Linked DNA regions of Mus musculus: regions 2, 3, 4 and 5 are each linked to region 1. Evidence: chromatin contacts called from public Hi-C and HiChIP or PLAC-seq data. All regions are on one chromosome and are shown on one strand. The core of a region is the stretch at or near the end of the contact, and the rest is flanking DNA. Distances in the headings are between cores, read along the strand shown.

Region 1 (2,765 bases), core at 121-2,620:
AAAACAACAATCAGTAAGAAGTTCCAAATGTCTAAATATATTAATATATTTCCAGTTCATCTGGCCTTAAATGTTACAGTCTGCATCTGATTGTCCAAGTGCTTTATGAGTGGATTTCCCAACATAAAGAAGTAATTCTGAGAGTTCTATAGTGTGCTTGAGAACTCTTATCTAACCTCTAGCTATGTTTAATTTCCTGCCATCCTTCTTATCTTAACTTCTCCTTAAACGCTGGACTTGAAGAAACACCAATAAGCCTCTGCCATCTGTAAAACAGTTTCACGATGGAAACGCCTGCCTCTCTGCAACTTGGGTTGATTTTTCCCCCCAGCCCAGCAGTCAACAGAAGGGATCATACACTTTACTGTGAACTTGCACGTGTTAGATTTACCCAAAGCATATACACATGGTTTCTCTTTCCACTGCCATCCCAAAGACACTGTTATCTTGACGAATCATGCTAGCATAAATTGTACTTTCAAACAGTATCACAATCTCACAATTCATAGAGGCTTTGTGTCTGTAACTTTTAGTCTTAAGATTTTGAGTAATGTTCTGGCTTTTAGTTAAAAAACAACAACAAAACAAAAACCAACAAACAACCCCCCCCAAGCAAATAAAAACCCCAACAACAGTGGAGTCCAGAGCCTAATTTGTGCAACGAGTTTGTAACAATCATTTCAGAAAAAAAAAGGGAAAATGGTTCAGAACTCTGGCTACCCACAGCAACTGTCAAATGTTCTTAAGATAACATCAACTAAGAATTCTGACCTACAGAACTCAAAAGTTGCAAGGGGGGCGGGGGAGAAACTCAGGTTTTTGTTGTTTTGTTTTTGTAAATGAGCCAGTAGCTTAGACATCTCTGCAGAAACGTGTCCTGACAGACTTCCTGCAACATTGTGATCCACAGCACGTTTGAATTACACTGTGAGTTAAAACAAAACAAAACAAACAAAAACCCCAAACCTTCCCATGCTTGAGCCTCACTTCTCAAGATCTGAACTGGAATAGTCTGAGGTGGGGGCCTGGGAACAGAATTCTCAGCAGGCACCCAAGGATTAGGAAGCACATAGGGCTTGAGAGCATAAATTAGAACTAGTTTTAACAGTCTGTCAGGGGTTGGGACTCTCACGGGTCTAGGCAACCTCCTCGTGCTGCCGGGTGATGGTAATTAAAGCCACAGCATGAGCGCCAAGCCAGTACTCCAAGCTTCAGGAGTCCGCCACGCTATTCCCTTACTCCCCAAAAGCAACCCATCAGCCCCCGAAGTCACCTCGTGGGCACGCAGCTGGCAGATCTCGGGCGGTGGGCAACAACGGACCTAGCTCTGGTGGTGGGGAGGAGGAAGGGGCGGGAGAAGTGGGGGAGTGACACAAGGAGAGCGGGAGGCTCGGGTTGCCTGGGCAACAAGGAGCTCGCTTCCGGTACGGGGCTTGAAAGACGGAAGTCCCGCCTTATCCGTGACGTAACGTCGTGTCAGTGGCTACACAGAGTCAAGGGCGGCACAGGAAGCGAATTCGTTTGTTTGGGCGGTCCCGGCAGCTAGCTATTGGGCACTAGGGGATCAGAACTGAATTGCACCCTCAGCTTTCGGTTATTATTATTATTATTTCTTCTTTAGCTTTTACTTTCTTTTCACTTTCTTAACTAAAATGGAAGGTGAGAAATTGTTTTGAAAATACAGATTCACTCAGATCTGTGTCAGCTTGACATTTATGAACCTTAATTTGTACCTAGTGTTTCTGTCATTATAATCGTCAGCAGTACATGCCCTTCTAGAGTTGCACAAGAGTCCTTAGTAACCAAAGATGAACTACTAGAAGGCCAAGTGGGCTTATTTGGCAAAATGTGCCATATTTTGCAGGAATTTATTACTAGGAAAACCAGATTTGGACCAGATGCATGGTTATTCCAAAAAGTGAAAATAGGAAACAATTTAAATGCCAAAGGCTAAGATAATTAGGCAATGTCAGTAGTGGGACATTATTACCTTATCATTCCTGTAATATTGGTGAATCAAAGTAGTATAAAAGAATATTTAGCAAACATATACCAGATGTCTACTATATGCTAAGTATCTGCAGTGTCTTGTAGCTTCAAGGCACACGTGATTTTGAGGTACTTAAATGTGAGAATTTTCGATGTGCTTAACTAAATTCCACAGTACATTTTAAAGAGTTAATATTGAAAAAAAAATACGTGAACTGTCTAGTTGTTGTTGACACTGTCTCACTTTCAGCTGGGTCGAAGGTCATCATCTTGCCCTGGCTGGTTTGAATTCCCAGAGATCCACCGGTCTCTTGACTGTTGGGATTACAGGCACGCGTATCAACAAGCCTGCCTTAACTAACTCACATTTTAAGCAATCTTAACCTGGCAGTGGTGTAGCTTCATTGATAGAATGTTTGTCCAGCATGAATGATGCGCTGGATCATTCCTTTATAACATCTCACATCTGGGCATATTGGCGCATCTGTAATCCTAGAATTCTGGGCATGGAAGCAAGGTTGTTGTGGCTACACAGTGAATCTGAGGTCAACCTGGGATGCATGAAGCTGTTTGAGGAAAAAAAAAATCCTTGCCTTAGGGAAGGAGAATTTACCTTAAATGAAGAGTAAAATGAATTCCATGTACATATTTTAATATTTATGTACATATTTTAATAATATGTACATATTTATTAATCTGTTCAATAGAACATGAAATTATATATGTGGCATAAATTATAATTCTAAAGGAGAGTAATATTTTACTTAGTGAATATA
Region 2 (2,765 bases), core at 170-2,669, 980 kb before region 1:
TTTTCCCTCCATTTCTGGGGGGCATGCCAAACTCCTTCTCTCCCTGTTTCTTCCATATGGGCTACTTTGACAGTCTTGGTCCCTGTGGTTCTCAATTCTCCTCCTACTGCAACACTAATTCCTGTCTTGGGTACATGCACAGCTCTACCGTGGAAAGTACCACATGTGCTGTGACTCAATCCTAGCATCTATGAGAGTTCATCTTTACTGCCAGCCTAACAGGATTTAGCCTCATCAAGGAGACGCAGCCCAGCATTTGTCTATGAGGGAAGACCCACCCTGAATGGTAGCAGTCTGAGTCCTTCAGCTAGGATCTCAGACTAAATGAAGGGAAGAAGTAAGCTGAGCTCTAGCATCCATCTGTGCCTCTGCATCCTGTCTCTGATACATGGCCATAGTGTACCAGCTCCTTCATTCACACTCCTTTCTTCATCTGCCTTCCCTAACATTCAGTACTAAAGCAGCGATTACACGAACTGGTGAAATGAATCAGGATGCTGGATATAGGGTTTTTCCTTTGCTGGGTGGGTAGGTGGGGGCACTATCACCCTTTCACAAGGCTATGCACTTTATAGCCTCCCCGCCCCGTTCTCAGAATCTAGCAGGAAATCTTTTAATTTCTGACACCAAACAGCAGCAGCAGCCGTCCCCACTTCCTCAGAGTCTCTTTGGTACTCAGGTTAGCCAACGAAATACCTTAGGCAATTGGAAGCCATCCTAGTCTCAGATTTCCTTCTATTTTGAGCTTCAGATATGTAACAGTTAAGAAGAAAAGAACAAATTTTGCTGAAGGCTTTGTGCAGTTACTCTCACTGCTTTACAGCCCATCTGGGTATATACAATTTACTAAGGCTTCATCAAAGATTTTAGCTGGAAGTATTATCCCAGGCCCTGCCTGCAACAGAACACACACACACACACACACACACACACACACACTGGTATTCTGCTAAGAAGTCAATGTTTCTTTGTTGTTTTATTTTCTTTGTGTGTCTGTCTCTTTGTTTCTCTCTCCCCTTCCTTCTCCCTCTCCCCTCCTCACTCTCACTGAAAGAATGACACGCCAAGGAAAAATTCCCCCATCAAATTGGGATTTGATGTCAGGTGGAGGCAAATGAGAATTGCAGAGTGACTTCCTAGATGTAAGGCAGCAGGAAAAGGACTGAAAGGGGTTTGGCATTGTTCAATAGAACAAGATGCTGCAGTACACCCGACTCTGAGTTACAATGGTCCCTCACCGGCAGCTCGAGCCCAAGACTTTCTAAATTTTCAGATGAGGCAACTGATCTCCTTTCCTAGGGGGAGAGCTCTTCAGCTCTCTCAGAAAGAAGAAGCAACTTTGCCCTTCCGGATACAAACCATCAAGTCTCAGATAGGGAGGAAGTCTGGCTGAAGCTACTGTGGGGGGAGCAGAAGCAAAGAAACTTGAAAATACAATTTTTCACATGGGCTTCGCGAGCTAACCGAAGGGATCAGAGTGAGCATGGGCCTTGTACGTTTTTCTTTCTTTCTCTCACTAGAGAGAAAGGCCTACAGGAAATGTTTTAACCAATTTCAGTGCTGTCTCAAGAGTGCCCAGGGTCAGTATAGCAATTTAGAGAACCGGTTGCTAACAACATCAACTCTGACCCACTCACATCCCCAGCAACCAACCCACTCACGTCCCCACTCAACCCCACTATGTAAACTGACAAACTGATTTTAATGATTTCTACCCAGAAAGGTAAGAAGACATTTTTTTAAAGTTAATTTTTCCATACTCATTTTGAATTACCAAAAAACCGAAAGACAGAAAGTTGAATGGGTATGTTATAAGTAAATACATGTTGATTGTCCTTAATCTGGAAATTCAACATCTGATATTGTTCAAAATCTAAGACTTTTTTTTGAGAACCATTGTGATACCACAAAAAAAAATGTCACATCTCACCTAATGGGTTCCATCACAGTCAAAATGAAGGGACACTAAATTATTGTATAAAACCATCTTCAGCCTCTGTGTATATAAAAGAAACAGAAATAAATTTCATGTTTAGACTTAGGTTTCAATCCCAAGATATATTGGTGTATATATGCAACCAGTTCAAATTCAGAAGAAAAAAATCCCAAACTTAAACCACTTGGGTTCCCATCATTTTTCATAAGGGACATTTAGCCTGCATAGCCAAATATTACTGGTAGAATATAGAGGACTCTGAGTATCCTCTAGAGAATTCTTCTAATTTTGCTAAATGTTTTCAATTTCTAATAATAAAATGTCAGGAAAAAAATCACGGGCAAAACAATCACATCCTGTTGTCTGAATTAATGACTTATGCTTCAAAAGCCAACCGTGGTGCTGAGTTTATGCAGGTGCCCCGTAGTCCGTGTGATAAAGTCTCTGCCAATTTTCTTCCACATGCGTAAATGCTTTTCATTCATTTACATTTTGATGCTCTCCACAATCCCGAGAGTTTTTTAAAGCAATTATTTTAAGCTGGGAAAAACATGAAAATTAAAAACAAACCATTTTCCCCTAGGATATAGCAGCTCTGGTTACTTAAGAAAAAAAGTTACCAGACATGATGGTCTGTGCCTATAATTTAGCTCTCTAGAGGTGAAGTCTGGAGGATCGGGGAGTTCAAGGCTATTTTAGGCTACAAAGACAGGAAAAAAAAAAAGGGAAGAGTACCCTATATCTTTCAGAAAAGCTACCCTGATTTATTTTTCTGTGATCTCTGTGGCAACTGGAGCAGGACTCTTCCTATGGTGCTTGTGGGAAATCT
Region 3 (2,765 bases), core at 142-2,641, 950 kb before region 1:
AGACTGACTTAATTCAGTGCTTCATCTGAAACTCCAGGAACACTGAGGACTCTGTGACTCTCATCTCTGCCTCCTAAATGGATGGTTTGCAGGTTGTTTTTGGTTTTTTTCCAGACAGGGTTTCTCTGTGAAACAGCCCTGACTGTCATAGATCCCTCTTTGTAGACCACACTGGCCTTGAACTCAGAGATCCACTTGCCTCTACCTCCCTAGTGCTTAGATTTAAAAGGTGTATGCCACCATCTCTGGCCAGTGTGTTTCTTTCTTGATGCTAGGTTTGGTTGATTTGGTGATTGCCAACTTAAAATTGGAAGACTCATCTGCTAGACTAAGCATACACACACACACACACACACACACACACACACACACACACATGAGTGAGTGTGGTGGGCACATCCCACAGTGAGATCCTTGTCTAATACTCTCTCCTGGAGTACTTGCAAGAACTTATTTTACTTTCAGTCAACAAAATATGTCAAAAGTGATAGGATGTGATCTCCCTTGATTGCATAATGCACACCAGTTTTGTTTGCTGACCACCAATAAGAAATCAGGGACCCTAGTCTTATAGCTTCAAGGAATTCAATTTTGCCATCCTTTGTGCAAGCTCCAGGTAAGACTGGTATCCGTATTTGGACCTCATGAAGCCCTAATAGAGGATTCGGATACACCATGGCCACATTTCCCACATATAGAAGTGGAGAGTTAACAAGTGGGTATGATTTAGAGCCACTGGATTTGTGTCTGTTTATTGCATAGCATGAGTACAGACAGATTTAGTGGTTTTCCATTCATTTCCAAGATACAATATTTATGAACTTATAGTTAAACTAGTTGTTCTCAGGCTTGCTTTATAAAATCAATTGTATAATAACCAATCTATCTTTAAAATACTTTTATAAAATAAAGGTGAATTATGAAAAATATTAAATGAGGAAGGCATATGAAAAATCAGCCCATGAGCCAATGTCCTAATAAAATGAATTATTTGAAAAACTCAATAATGGCACACATAATCCAAGGGCACACATTTTATTATTAGATTTGATAGACATACTCTGTTAAATTAGTATAAAATCTTCTGAACAGTCTATCTCAACATCTCAACTAACACGTCTCACTGAAGGTAGATAATAAACATTCCCATATGTGGCTACTGATCTATGTATGGGTCAGACATTTAAATGCTATTGAACCAACCTAAAAAATAGCTGGCCTTTATCAAGACTTACTGTATTTTGGATACTGTGTGCTCTCGTTCAGATAGATTGCTTTCTGCTCATACACCTCAAAATGCCATGAACTTCTCACTTTCCCCTCTGTGTATGTGACTAAATTAGGATTAGTGAGCTGGAGTCACTTGCTCGCTGTGGTGCCCCAGCTGGTAATTACAGAGAGCTACAACCCAAACCCGGCAATATTATCTTCCCAGAATGCTAGGCAGGATTATCATTTCCAGTGTAGTGATTGAGATCATGCTGCATTTGAATTGATCACAAACACAGTGTAACTGCTTCATCCTGGTCAAAATTCCTACTTAGGGGGTTTTCTGTACTTCCCAAACAGGACAATAACTTGTTCCAGACATGAGCTACAGAGATGAGCCTAGGCGATGCTCAGAAGGAAATGAACCTGTGCTTGCTCATCTCTCTTCTCTCAGTTCTTCTTGGCAGCATCAGGGATGCGGAAGAAAGGAAAGCAGGTGTAGCTAGGGGATTTATGCTCCACTTACGCCTGTTATGGCTTTCACTTCCTTCACTGATCTCCGTCAGAGGTTTAAGGGTAAATTTCCATTAGCATCACTGGAGGGACTTTTACAACCTAGTAGCACACAGTCCCTAGCCTAGGGGATTTTTTGTTTACTGGGTTGGATTATGTCTTGGGATCAGGACTTTCCAAAGCATTGCTGGGGGTGGGGGTGGATTCTATTATGTATACAGGCCATGGAACCATAGTTTTAAGGAACATACTACAAGGGAAGGTGCAGCTGAATCATTTGTATGTGCTCTGAATGTCCTCTTGCCATGTGAGAACAGCTTTCTGTCCATGAATAGTCAGGATGAGGCTAACTCTGGCAGATCTCGTTGTAAGATGCTTAGAAGAACTTGAAACTACTTGAAGCTTACAGCCTCCATTCATCCAGATCCATACTAGCTTAAGAGGTCCCACATTGGCAAAATTACATTAAGTGTATTTGGATGTTAGATATTCATAATTTCTTGTTCCACTGTAGACCCAGTAAATCTGCACTTCTGCAGGTAGCTCTGGGTTTTTGTTTGTTTATTTGTTTGCTTGTTTTTCTGTATTTATCTTTAATTTTTCCTTCTTAATGTTGGGAATCAGATTCAGAGCCTCATGCATGCATGGCAAATGCCCAACCATTGAGTTCTCCAGATAATTCTCAGGTATGTGCAGGAAGCATGGAATGTTGACAGCTTCAAACTGTGTTCCTTTTTTCTGATGTTATACATACGTGAGGACCTGGAAGGTTCTGTTAGGCTCAGGGGTAAAGAATTCAGTTTACCATAAATTTCTTCAAATATACTTGACCATAGAACTCTTAATTAGTTAAAAGATCTTAGTTGCAGGCAGGAGAGATGGCTCAGTAAAGAAAGCACTTGCCACCATAGCAGGAGGAGCAGAGTTTAGATCATCAGCGGACATACAAAAGGCAGGTGGACGAGGCAGCCCACCTGTAATCCTAGAATTCACGAGACAGAGATGGGGAATCCCTGGAGCAAGCTGGCTTGTTAGATGAGCCA
Region 4 (2,765 bases), core at 155-2,654, 890 kb before region 1:
ATAGGAGTTGGGGTGGGTGATTACTACAGCATTAAAGGGTCCCAACAGTTTGGGAACCACTTTTGAAACATACATAAGACAGAGATAGGTCTTTTTTTTTTTTTTTTTTTTTTTTTTGCCTAGCATACTATGTGCATGGAATCTGCAGAATATCCAGATGTAGAATTCTTAGCTACTTCTCAAGCAATATGTCTACCTGTGTGCTGCCATGTATTCCTCCACGCTAGTAATGAACTCAACCTCTGAACCTGTAAATGAAATGTTTTCCTTTATAAGAGTTGCTGTGGTCATGGTGTCTCTTTACAGCAATAGAAACCCTAACTAAGACAACACTGAAGAGAGTGGGGCGGGTGGATCAGAAGTACAAAAGCACTTTCAACCACATAGTGGGTTTGAGGCCATCACTCACATATTAGATCCTGTTCTTTTAAAAGGGAAAACAGGATGGAAAGAAAGAAAGAAAGAAAGAAAGAAAGAAAGAAAGAAAGAAAGAAAGAAAGAAAGAGAGAGAGAAAGCGGAAGGAAGGAAGGAAGGAAGGAAGGAAGGAAGGAAGGAAGGAAGGAAGGAAGGAAGGAAGGAAGGAAGACTGTTTGAAGGCAGATGCCAATCAAAAAGGCGGCTTTATCAATCAAAAAGGCTGCTTTATATGCCTTAACTCATCTGTTAGAAAACCACTCAGGAATTAGTTATTGAGACTGCAGATAACAGATACTGTTATTTGTATTACAATATCAATTCACTCCCTTCTTCTAAGCTAACAGCACCTCCATTCTGTATGCAGGAGCAGCCTGTCTAGCTCTGTGTCTCAGACTCTCCTGTATCCTGGAAGAGCCACACAACCTGGTTTTGGGCAGGAGGCCAAAGCACAATAGTCCTTCTGAAAAGAATCATTTTTCCGTCTATGATGAGAAAGAGACTTAGTCAGCTAGTGTGTCATTTTCCTCTTCCTTTTCAGTGTGTGTGTGTGTGTGTGTGTGTGTGTGTGTGCATACATGTAAGTGCGTATAGACATATATGTGAATGCATATGTGTATGTGGAAACCAGAGGCTGACAGTAGGCATCTTTACTTGCCACTCTCCACGTTGTGTCTTCAGACAGGTTATTTTACTGAACATGGGGTACAGTGATTGGCTAGACTAGCTGGCCAGTGAACTCGTGGTCTGCTTATGTCTGTCTCTTCCATGCTGGAGAGGCGAACTAGCGTTCCCATGCTTATGCCACAGGCATTTTATCCACTGAGCCATATCTGTATCCCCTTCCTCCTCCTGCTTGCAGTTTATACCTGCCTTGCATGTAGACAGATGCTGTCACCATGAAAGTGAAGGAAAGGCCACAGGAATCCATAAAAGTGAGTCAGACCTCCTGGAACTGGATCACAAGCACTTGTGAGACACTCAGTATTGGTGCTAGGAATGTAATTTGGGTTCTCTGAAAGAGTAGTAGGCACTCTTAACTGCTGAGCCATGTATGGATCCCCCCCCCTCTCTCTGATAATATTTACTCTATAGGTTGCTAGAAGACAAGTTTGTGCATGTATATTAAGGAATTTCTGGAATTGGTTAACTGACGTGAACAAACCTATGCTAACTGTGGGCAGCACTGTTATTTGGGCTGGGGACATGGACTACATAAGAAGGAGAGCAGAGCATAGATATATCTCTACTTTCTAACTGTTGATGCATGTGATCATCTGCTTCACACCCTGATCACCATGACATTATACTTGAACTATGAGCCCAAATACCTTCTTTTCCTCAAGTTGTTTTTGTCTGTATTTTGCTATGGTAATGAGAAAAGTAACTAATACAGAGCAGTTTAAAGGTTTCTCATTCTTTCCTTTCTTCTCTTCTTCCTTCCTTCCTTCCTTCCTTCCTTCCTTCCTTCCTTCCTTCCTTCCTTCCTTCCTTCCTTCCTTTCTTTCTTTCTTTCTTTTCTTTTCTTTCTCCCTTTGTTCTTTTCTAGATAGGGCCTCATATAACCAATGACGACCTCGAGCTCACTATGTATAGTTAAGAATGCTTTTGAACTTCTGATCCTCCTGATTCAACCTCTTGAATGTTCAACTTAAAGCTAAAGTTAAATAGCAAGATTGAGAAGAAGTAAAGAGTTCTCAGCTCTATCTGGTCCCATTACCTCTTTGATGAGCAACACCTTCCATCAGGGTGATATATTTATTAACAACTGATGAACCCACATTGACAGCATTATTACCAAAATCCAGAGTTTACCTGAGAGCTCATACTTGTTATTATTCATTCAATGGGTTTGAGCAAGTGCAAATTGGTATATTATCCACCATTCCAGAACCATACAGCTGAGCTTCACTGCCCCTAAAGTTACATCTCATTGTTGGGAAAGAGAGAATGGGAAAGAATACTGATGTGTGGGCTTCTTTTATTTTAATTTTATTTTCTTTATTTCAATATATCCAGACCTCAGTTTCCCCTCTCTCCATTTCTTCCAGTCTTCCCCTCTTCTCTTCCTCAGTTCCATTCCTCTGCCATTACCCTTCCAAAAAGAGCAGGCCTCCCAGGGATCTACAGCAAACATTTCATAACATGTTACAATAACATCATTAGGCGTAAATCTTCATATCAAGGATGGATGGGGCAACCCCCTAGGAGGAAAAGGGTTCCAAGAACAGGCAAAAGAGTCAGATACATCACTATTCCCACTGTTAGGAGTCCCATAAGAACACCAAGCAATAGCCATAACAAATATGCAAAAGACCTAGCTCAGACCCATGGTAAAGGCACTTGTCAC
Region 5 (2,765 bases), core at 194-2,693, 840 kb after region 1:
CTCCTGTGACACAGTGGACTCCAAGATTGTCTCCTATTCTGTCTTTTTGTCATGCATAGCCTCTTTACCTAGCCTGCAGACATTTGGTTTCCTAAAGACTGTATTCTAGTTCTTCATTTCTCCTCGGGTCTACAGTATCATAATTTGGGACCTTCCTGTGTTAAAAAAAAAAAAAATGAAAAGAACTTAGATATTTTTTCCTCTCAGAATCTACTTTTGAAAAAGTATAAAATTTTTGTGACTTTTCTTTGATATTCAAGCCAACCCAAGGATAAGCTTGTCATTTATGGGATAAATTTAACAATAGTAAAGCATTCTCAAATCAAGTCCTGTGGTAGAGTGCCAAGGTGGCTAAGGAGTGATATTTCATGGACAAATGCAAGTTCCTCACCCACTTCATCGTAAGTGCACATTTTCAAGGGAAACTAGTTACTACTGTTAAAATATTTCCCCTTTCTCTTTTTATTAATAGTATTGGTAAATTCATTTGGAGAGAGCAGGTTATGTGATATGCTTTGAACTGAACTCAGGAACTTTCAATCAGTTTTCAGCCAGTGTGGGAAGAGGAAAAATCCACTTAATTATTTGACCCTTATTGGTGATTAACACTCTGTACTGCAATGGTGAGACTAAGCCCCCAGTCTTCACTTTTTCTTGCTCCATTTCTATCATGGAACCCTGTTCAAACCTTAATTCGGGCAGGAAAAGATTGCTACTGCCCCCTGCTGGCTCACTGTCCTTTTCTTTCCCTTTTGGTATTTACTTGCGACTTGAGGATGCCCCAAGATTTTATGCACTGAACAGTAGAACGAACTTTCCCAAGTAGGAAGATAGATCAGTTAGGAACAAGAGGCTAAAATCAAAACAAAACACTCAAGAGCTGAGAAAGGCAGAAGATATTCTAAATTGCTGATCTCCGCGCACCTTTTTTTTTTTTTTTTTTTTTTTTTTTTTTGTACGTGAAAGCTTCTCTATGCCGAGGAAATACACTCTCCACTTCAGCCTTCAGCACAGGACTTCGCTTTTCCTCTAGCTTCCGCTGACTAGATGTTGACTTCCTATATCCCTATTATAATTTCAGTTCCCTGGATCTTGTTCTCTGTTGTCCTAGTTTACTTTTCTGATACTTTTAATCCTCTTTCAGTCTCTTCTGCTTCAAACTCCTTTCCCGCCTACCCACAGGCATTTCTGGGAGCTCGACCCTAGCCTCACCTTTTCCCTCTACACAGACTCTAGCCATAGTTGTTATCGCACTCCTTTCAGTAGCCCCTTACCAAAGAATCAGTCACTCTGCATTTCAACAGCAGGCTCATCTCCTCTCAAAAGCCTCTCTCCGACCCCCGCCCCAAGCTACTGAAAAAGGAAACATGCGCACTTCAGAGCTAGGAGCTGTCCGAGTGCTGAAATTTATAGGCTGGGTAAGATCACGTCTCCGTCTCTTTCTGTAGCTCTCATTCCAGCACAGGATCGCAGCATTTTTTCCCTCTTTCCCCCAAACACTTCAATATACAGAGTCTTTTCTTCTCCCTCATTTGCAACTTCTTTTTAAAAGAGAACATTTCCTAAGGAGAGGGGCTTTGCTGAATAGAAAAGATATAAAACAAAAGCTACAGCAGCCTGACTTCCAGCGTGGCATTGTCACCAGCCCCCTTTGCATGGTGATGCGATTAAGGTAACAGCATTTTTATTATTCAGGAAAAGCAGCTAGGGGATTCATCAGTTCTGAGGCTTTGTCTCTCCTGGGCTAACTGATGGTTCTGAGTCTTGGTTTGACCTGACCATGATGCCCAAGACTGGCACTTTTTGTTTTTTCTCAGCAAACTGTACAACCCCAAATCTCTTTTTGATTTTCAAGGAAACTAGATTCCTGCCAGATTTTGAGTCTGGACAATAAATAGGCACTTTGTCCTAGTCTCCTTTCTGGAATCATTTCGGGATATTTTCCACAACCATCACAGAAACAGGAATGTACCGGCAGCTAGTGAACATTTTGACAGCCTTGTTTGCATTTTTCTTAGGGACAAACCACTTCAGGTAGGTGAAATGATTTTGCATGCTTATATTTTCCACATGAAAACTGTTTGAAAGAGAAAGTATGTAATGATCTGTCTATTTGTTCCCTAAATCCTACTATTCCAATGTCGGAGAGGAGAGTTTGCTTTCTTTTGTTCATTAAAAAAAAAAAAAAAAAAGCTTAATTATGGTGGGAGGGAGGCAAATGTTCACCAAAGCAAGTTTTATGTTATATAGCTGCACTTTATGCATTTTGGCACACATTTTCGCCGTCAATGTGATATTAAGATTAGACTAGTGAGTTGTGTGCTCTTTACATTACTGTGTAAGGTTGATATCTTTAGCTTTCAAATTCTTCTGGAAGTCATTTAAAGGGATTATTGGGTGCAATGTTCCTTTTTTCATATGGTGGAAGTGATTGGATTAATTCCCCAGGAGCACGCTCATTTGATGTAAAATAAATAAGAACGCTGATTCTCAGCCAACTTGGGACTTCTCTTATATCTCACTAACTAAAATTGTACTATGAAGTCTATGATTTAGACATTTTTTTCAAGTAGTAAATATCTTTATGCAACTCTATCCTCTTGTTCGGTCTATTTGAGAATTGATTGCATATCAAAATTTAATTAAAAATGACATCTTTGTACTTATGTCTGTATGAGAAATGGGGTGTGGATAATTAAAACAAGTGAGATGTCATATTTGCATGCTTGTATTCTCTATATAATTTACTAATTGTGAAATCAATT

What was found. Hi-C and Micro-C count contacts between places; a contact is called where the count stands out from the background. HiChIP or PLAC-seq counts read pairs in DNA pulled down with a chosen protein or histone mark.
Region 2: an H3K27ac HiChIP or PLAC-seq map of large pre-B cells shows a contact between it and region 1, with 3 times the contacts expected there. The contact joins the enhancer-like site here to the promoter of Gemin8 in region 1. A contact is called at or near these places in 2 of 39 promoter capture datasets (embryonic stem cells and maxillary cranial neural crest), 3 of 115 datasets of contacts at active chromatin or transcription factors (large pre-B cells and stem cell-derived neural progenitor cells) and 1 of 9 other capture datasets (adipose tissue).
Region 3: a contact with region 1 is called in an H3K4me3 HiChIP or PLAC-seq map of the 230-238 cell line, with 11 times the contacts expected there. The contact joins the enhancer-like site here to the promoter of Gemin8 in region 1. A contact is called at or near these places in 1 of 39 promoter capture datasets (embryonic stem cells) and 3 of 115 datasets of contacts at active chromatin or transcription factors (the 230-238 cell line, memory CD8 T cells and stem cell-derived neural progenitor cells).
Region 4: a contact with region 1 is called in an HNF4G HiChIP or PLAC-seq map of pancreatic cancer cells. The contact joins the enhancer-like site here to the promoter of Gemin8 in region 1. A contact is called at or near these places in 2 of 39 promoter capture datasets (embryonic stem cells and neural stem cells), 4 of 115 datasets of contacts at active chromatin or transcription factors (embryonic stem cells, large pre-B cells, pancreatic cancer cells and 1 more) and 1 of 9 other capture datasets (adipose tissue).
Region 5: a Hi-C map of liver shows a contact between it and region 1, with 5 times the contacts expected there. The contact joins the promoter of Glra2 here to the promoter of Gemin8 in region 1. A contact is called at or near these places in 9 of 39 promoter capture datasets (cranial neural crest, embryonic stem cells, frontonasal cranial neural crest and 4 more), 3 of 484 Hi-C or Micro-C datasets (embryonic stem cells, liver and neural progenitor cells) and 2 of 115 datasets of contacts at active chromatin or transcription factors (astrocytes and embryonic stem cells).

The regions. Positions count from the first base shown.
Region 1 is chrX:166,169,059-166,171,823 of GRCm38.p6, reverse strand. It overlaps Gemin8 (gem nuclear organelle associated protein 8), which reads right to left and starts at 1,370. Exons shown (of 4, transcript NM_146238.4): 1 at 1,274-1,370.
Region 2 is chrX:167,144,550-167,147,314 of GRCm38.p6, reverse strand. No RefSeq gene overlaps it. Among named protein-coding and RNA genes, the nearest start is that of Gm39549, 24 kb to the left of the region's middle. Within about 2 kb of position 1,419, at least 41 of the 459 cell types and tissues checked have an H3K27ac peak or open chromatin away from gene starts, as enhancers often do.
Region 3 is chrX:167,118,402-167,121,166 of GRCm38.p6, reverse strand. No RefSeq gene overlaps it. Among named protein-coding and RNA genes, the nearest start is that of Gm15232, 18 kb to the right of the region's middle. Within about 2 kb of position 1,391, at least 25 of the 459 cell types and tissues checked have an H3K27ac peak or open chromatin away from gene starts, as enhancers often do. A contact at or near this core is called in the 230-238 cell line, where this site is marked.
Region 4 is chrX:167,058,555-167,061,319 of GRCm38.p6, reverse strand. No RefSeq gene overlaps it. Among named protein-coding and RNA genes, the nearest start is that of Gm8817, 10 kb to the left of the region's middle. Within about 2 kb of position 1,404, at least 3 of the 459 cell types and tissues checked have an H3K27ac peak or open chromatin away from gene starts, as enhancers often do. A contact at or near this core is called in pancreatic cancer cells, where this site is marked.
Region 5 is chrX:165,326,071-165,328,835 of GRCm38.p6, reverse strand. It overlaps Glra2 (glycine receptor, alpha 2 subunit), which reads left to right and starts at 1,443. Exons shown (of 9, transcript NM_183427.5): 1 at 1,443-2,034. The coding sequence starts at 1,967.